Regions from separate parts of the Zea mays genome. Here region 1 is linked to region 2. Evidence: chromatin contacts called from public Hi-C data. All regions are on one chromosome and are shown on one strand. Each heading gives the region's core, a stretch centred on a gene start, on an enhancer-like site or on the middle of the called end of the contact. The rest is flanking DNA. Distances are from core to core; before and after follow the strand shown. Region 1 holds the start of LOC103653171 (probable L-type lectin-domain containing receptor kinase S.5). Region 2 holds the start of LOC103653170 (F-box protein At5g39450).

Region 1 (2,970 bases), core at 183-2,682, 150 kb after region 2:
AGATGTCATCGTCATGGGGAGCGAATGCTTATATTGATCACAACCGTGAGACAATAAATGTCATATTCTATGCCCTGAAGGCGTGAGCTTGATGATCAATATGTGAACCTTTATGGAACTTTCTATCAAATATATAGATCTAGTCGATCGAACACCATCAGTCAAAGTGGCTTATTTATATTGATACGTGCACTTACCTCGTATATTCTAGAAGTGAGTAGAGGTAAAGTTCCTGAAATAGTCCTTGCAAGGATATGGAATCCATTTGCTAAATCTTTATGTGCATATACTTCTAGAAGAAGATGTTTTGCCTTATTGATATGGTTTTGCAAGGATCAGGGGGAGCACATTTCTAAAGTTAGCCCTTGTAGAAGATTCGATAGAATCTAGATCCCAAAGGATCGAAATCTGTCCCGATGATAGTTGTTGTACTCTTTTTCCCTTGGTGAGTTTTCTTGAAGTTTCTCACATTAGGTTTTTAATGAGGCAACAAAGTGCAAATACAATTTGTATCACCATGCACTCTTTCTCCACATTTTTCCCACTGGGTTTTTCGGAGTTTTAACGAGGCATGTGTTGGTCGCGGTATTCGCCCAAGGGGGAGTGTTAAGTAACCCTAGTTAGGGTTATGTGGGCAAATACCTGCTTTGCCCCTGAGGGGTCTCACATCTCTATATAAGGAACTTGTACACCACCTCATAATACAGAGATGAGAAAGTGGTCAGAGGCCCAGCCCTATATAATGTGTCTCGTGTGTTTCATTTGTCGTACTTATGGGAAGGGAGACGGGTTCTCTACAACTTCTTGCGTCTAATCTGCTGAAGGAAGGGAAGGGAGCGGATCTGGTGATCCGTGGTAACGTAGTTCTCAACAGAATCGTGTCTCTGTCTCTTGTTTGAAGATTATTGCAGCATATATATCATAATTCAGTGCGGGCCAACACGACATGAGCCCATCGTGCCTTGGGCCTTAAGTCTTCGGGCCGACATGACCTTTAATATTTTTGGGGCGAGTCGTGCTAGACCAAACACTTAAAATCTAAGACCGACACGACACTAAAGCATGTCGTTCTTATCTTGGGTCAAGCCGGTCCAGGCATGGACCACAACCAAGTAAGCCATCTTGAAGACAACATATATACAATGTAGGCCAATATATTTTCGTTATCGCGTTTTTACATGACTTTTCGCTGTCGGGCCGGACCGAACACGACTCAATCACTCGTGTCGGGCCAGGTGGCATGATGAGCTGAAAATGAAAGCCCAGCCTAGTTCTATATTCGTGTCGTGCTGGCACGACCCAATATATTTCGTTTCGGGTCGTGCTTCCACGTACGTGCAAGTACCAGGACAAGGAACGAACTGGAAGTTTCATTGCGTTGCAATCGCATGCAGATGGTACCTGCCCGGTGGGAGCCCCGGACCAACTCAAGCATGCATACGTACATGCGCCTACGTACACATTTCTTCTTCTTCTTCATGTGGTCAAGCTTGGTTGCAGCATATGGCGTCAACGCAGCTGCAAGAAGCTAGGAGAGGAGAGGGCAGCTGGGCAGGACAGGAGCAGACAGCAGACACTGGTGGCCGACTGGCCGTGGTGAACGCAGCAGCTTTGGCACTGCAAAAGCTCCAGTTTTTATTTTTTTATTTTTTTACACGGGTCATCTTTTACAGGTAGGCGAGCGAAGCGAATCTGGGAATAAGGAGGGCGGCTGGACGGACCGCAGGCCGCCGCACTGCACACGGCCGCCAACAGCGCTTGTCTCGCCCGGTCGCCCCCTCTCGCGCGCGGTCCTTGATGGCCCGTGCCCGTTTCCTCCTACACCTGCTCGTCCTCTCCGCCGCTTGCGTCTCCACCAATGCCGCCGCCACCGGGTTCAGCTTCTCCCGGTTCGTGAGCGCGGACCGCGGCGCCAACGTGACGGTGCTGGGCGACGCCAACATCGACCAGGGCGCGCTGCAGATCACGCCGGACTCGCTCAACGACGCCGCCACCTACCTCACCCACAAGTCCGGCCGTGTGCTGTACGCCACCCCGTTCAGGCTCTGGCACCGCGAGGAGGCCGGTGGCCGTCACGGCAGCAGCAGCAAGCTGGCCAACACCACCGCCGGGGGCAAGAGGGTGGCGTCCTTCAGCACCGTCTTCACAGTCAACGTGTTCCGGCCCAACGGCACGGAGCCCGCGGAAGGGCTGGCGTTCGTGATCGCGCCGTCCGCGGAGGGCCCCCCCGCGGGGAGCTCCGGCGGCTACCTCGGCCTCACCAACGCGTCCACCGACGGCGACGCCGCCAACCGGATCGTCGCCGTGGAGCTCGACACCGAGAAGCAGCCGTATGACCCGGACGCCAACCACGTCGGGCTCAACGTCCACAGCGTCGTCTCCGTCGCCACCGCCTCGCTCACGCCGCTCGGCGTCCAGATCTCGCCCGCCGCCCCCGCCACCAAGTACGACGTCTGGGTCGACTACGACGGCGCCGCGCGCCGCGTCGCCGTGCGCGTGGCCGTGGCGGGGACCGCGAAGCCCCCGCGCCCGGTCCTCGCCGCGCCGCTCGACCTCGGGGCGGCCGTGGCCGAGTGGTCCTACTTCGGGTTTGCCGCGTCGACCGGACGCAAGTACCAGCTCAACTGCGTCCTGGCGTGGAACATGACGCTGGAGAAGCTCCCGTCCGGCGACGACGGCGGTGGCAGGAGGCGGGCGCTCGGGCTCGCCGTGGGCGTCGCCGTCGGAGTGGCCGTGGGCGTGGCCGCGGTGGCCGTCGTCCTGGCGTACGTGTGCGTGGCGAAGCGACGGAAGGCGCGCAGCGGCGAAGGCAGCGGCAGCGCCATCACCGGCACCATGATCCGGAGCCTGGCCGGCGGGCCGCGCGAGTTCGAGTATCGCGAGATCCGCAGGGCCACCAACAACTTCGACGACAGGATGAAGCTGGGGCAGGGCGGGTACGGGGTCGTGTACCGGGGCGTCGTGGTCGGC
Region 2 (2,889 bases), core at 269-2,768:
GCAATGCCCTCGCCTGCGAAGCTCCTCTCGACATCAAACTCCCCATCAGTCTGCCACGGAAAGGGCTCTGTTGATGGCTCACTCATCCTCGTTATAAACATTGAAGACCCATTGGGATGGACAACATAGTGTGTTCCCTCCAACACCTTGGTCGCGATCAGCTGAAGCTTCCCCTCACTGTCCTCTTCATATGAGAGTAGCAGAAAGAAGAGAGCCTTCTTGGGCTTGCATCCATCGTCTGGCCGCCCCGGTGGCCACCCGAATGTGCCTCCCCACAGACCGGCGTACTCCCTTCCCGGCATGGGCGCCTGCACCCTGAGCTTGTAGAGCGCGAACCGGTTGTCATGCATGCTCGGCCACGCACGGTAAGTGGACAGCCGCATTCTTGCGCCGCGGAGGCTCAGCCCGACACTCTCCCCGTCGTGTAGGAAGTCAGACAAGGAGAGATGTTTGGCGTCCACATTGTCGGCCCTGGAATTTGCAGACACTGACCGTGTGACCATCTGGCGCAGGCCGTTCCTGAAATACCCCGCCACGGCAGAGAGGCTCCTCCGCAGGGGAATCCTGTGCCCACCGTCGGTCGTGGTCGTCGTTGTCGCCTTCTTCCTGGCTTCCAGAAGGAGGCCCTGGACCTCCGGCGTGCGCACCATGCCCCCCGCGGACTCCCTGTGCAGGCGCAGCATGGCCTCCCGGCGCGCGGCGAGCAGCGGGAGGTCGTCCTCGGAGCACGCGAAGAGCGGGGCGTCGACGAGGTCGGGCGGCAGCGTGACCCGACAGGCGGCGACGAGGGAGTCGAGCAGGCGGCGGCGGTCGCCGAAGGAGAGGCGGGCGAAGCGGTGTGGGCTGGAGGAGGAGGAGGAAGCGAACGGATCCCTGGCGATGTGCGCCTCGAGAAAGATGACGTTGGCGTGGGGCTGCAGGGAGGCGAGCAGGCCTGGGAAGAGGTGGGCGTGGTGGTGGCCGTGGAGGAAGAGGAGCGCGGGGCGGCCGTGGGCGTCGGCAAGGAGCTCGAAGACGGGCGCCCAGCGGAGGCGCGGGGAGAGCTCCTGCGGTATGGCGCGGGCGGCGACGACGGAGAGGAAGCCCGGGACAGCAGCGACGAGGTTGCCGAGCTCGGGGTTCTGGTGCGCCCAGAGGCCGAGCAGCGGCGCGGCGGAGTGGAGGAAGCGGCAGACGGCGAGGGAGGAGCCCGCGGCGGCGGCGCGCCACGCGAGCAGGTGCGGCTGCGAGGGCAGCAGGCGGCGGCACTGCGCCAGCCACGCCTTGTCGGCCGAGAGCGCGCGGCGGAGGCGGCGGGACGCGGCGGACAGCGCGAGGAGGTCGCGGGGTCGGAGGTGCGCCGAGATGAGCGCCAGCACGTCCTCCGGGAGGGAGAGGATGAGGTCGGCGCCGTCCCTGGCGACGGCGAGCATCGTGGGGATTTGGGGTGGGTGGGTGGGGAGCTGCTCTGTTCCCTCCCTCAGATTTCTTCTTCCTCCTCGCCCACCACGATAATAATTCCTCCTCGGCGTCGTCGTCGTGGTCGGGGAGGTTTATAAATAAAAAAATATTAATCCGGACGGCATCAGTCTCGTGTCCACTACTATCAGACCGAACGCACACGCACCACTGAAGCTGCTATCAATAACCCCCTAACTTTAGAAATTAGAATTGGACCTGCTGCTTTCCTTCCACTTTTTGGATAATCGTTTATTATAAACCACTTATGCAAGAATAAGAACCGTTTACTCCCAAGTTTGAAAATTTTGCTTTCACAAACTGCCTTGCTAGAATTCAAATGCTTAAATTTTAGTTTTAGAAGGGTTCATCATTCTCACGAAATGACAATGCATTTGCCATTCATCTTATTATCTTATTATTGTGACGGCAACTAGTTAAATTTTCACTTTTAACTACTGGATAGGAAGGTATCTTAAGGCTTATTTAAGAGCAAGAATATTGGATGGATTGCCGGGGCAAAATTTATCTTGCTATTTAAAATTTAATAGAAGATGATTTTAGACCCTCAAATCATTGGTTTCAAAATTTAATAGTAAGATGATTTTAGTTTCTTCAATTTTCTTCGGTATCGTTGCTCTCAAAAAGCTCAAGTGCTTTTGAGAACTGAGGCATGTATTCTAATGACTAATTTTAAGTCCCTATATTTTATTCGCTAAATTATTAAATATAAAAATTAAAACTCTATTTTAATTTTCGTATTTGATAATTTAGGAACTAAAATAGAATAAAATGAAGAGTCTAAAATTACTCAGGAAATTAGACCAATGCAAAAGTTTTTTTTCAGGAAAAGGCATCATTTTTTTGGAGAATTGAAAACGGTGGGACAGCACTTTTCCGAGAGAAAATACGGGGCCAGCCCATCTTTAAACGGGCCTCGGTTGGCTTTGGCCTAACCCATTTTCATGAAGCCCAGTAAGGGAAGGGAGAGCCGATTCATTTGCATTTTTCTGAGCAGATGCAGATCGATCCCGAGTTCCGCTGACTGCAGAGGAGAGAGATCTAGAGCGAGGGAGGGAGGGAAATGGGCCACGAGGCTGCGGCGCCGGGGTCGTCGGTGCTCGGCCGCGCGGTGGAGGAGGTGCGCTCGGCCCTCAACGAGCACGCCGACGTGGTTGCCGACCTCTTCGGTCGCGTCTCCTCCGAAGTGCGCACCGGCTTCGCGCCCGCCGTCGACTCCTTCGTTGGCTTCTTCCACGCCGTCGACTGGAAGGTATACGCGCCCGCGCTCCGCCCCCTCCCGTCGTGGTTGATGGAATGAAATCTCTATATTGTTCTTATGCGTGCTTGGATCTAGCTACGCTGCTATGTATGCTTCGTTAGTCGTCAAAAGGTCATTAGATGCCATCACACTGTTGGATTTGACTCCATGGTCTGAAACTTGCTTGCTTG

The links. Hi-C and Micro-C count contacts between places; a contact is called where the count stands out from the background.
Region 1: a Hi-C map of tassel shows a contact between it and region 2, with 7 times the contacts expected there. The contact joins the promoter of LOC103653171 here to the promoter of LOC103653170 in region 2. A contact is called at or near these places in 3 of 25 Hi-C or Micro-C datasets (ear, leaf and tassel).

What each region holds. Positions count from the first base shown.
Region 1 is chr4:42,607,039-42,610,008 of Zm-B73-REFERENCE-NAM-5.0, forward strand. LOC103653171 (probable L-type lectin-domain containing receptor kinase S.5) reads left to right here and starts at 1,433. Exons shown (of 2, transcript XM_008680133.4): 1 at 1,433-2,970. The coding sequence starts at 1,798.
Region 2 is chr4:42,456,724-42,459,612 of Zm-B73-REFERENCE-NAM-5.0, forward strand. LOC103653170 (F-box protein At5g39450) reads right to left here and starts at 1,519. Exons shown (of 2, transcript XM_008680132.4): 1 at 1-1,519. The coding sequence starts at 1,412. It overlaps LOC100283849, which reads left to right and starts at 2,396. Exons shown (of 4, transcript NM_001156747.1): 1 at 2,396-2,710. The coding sequence starts at 2,522.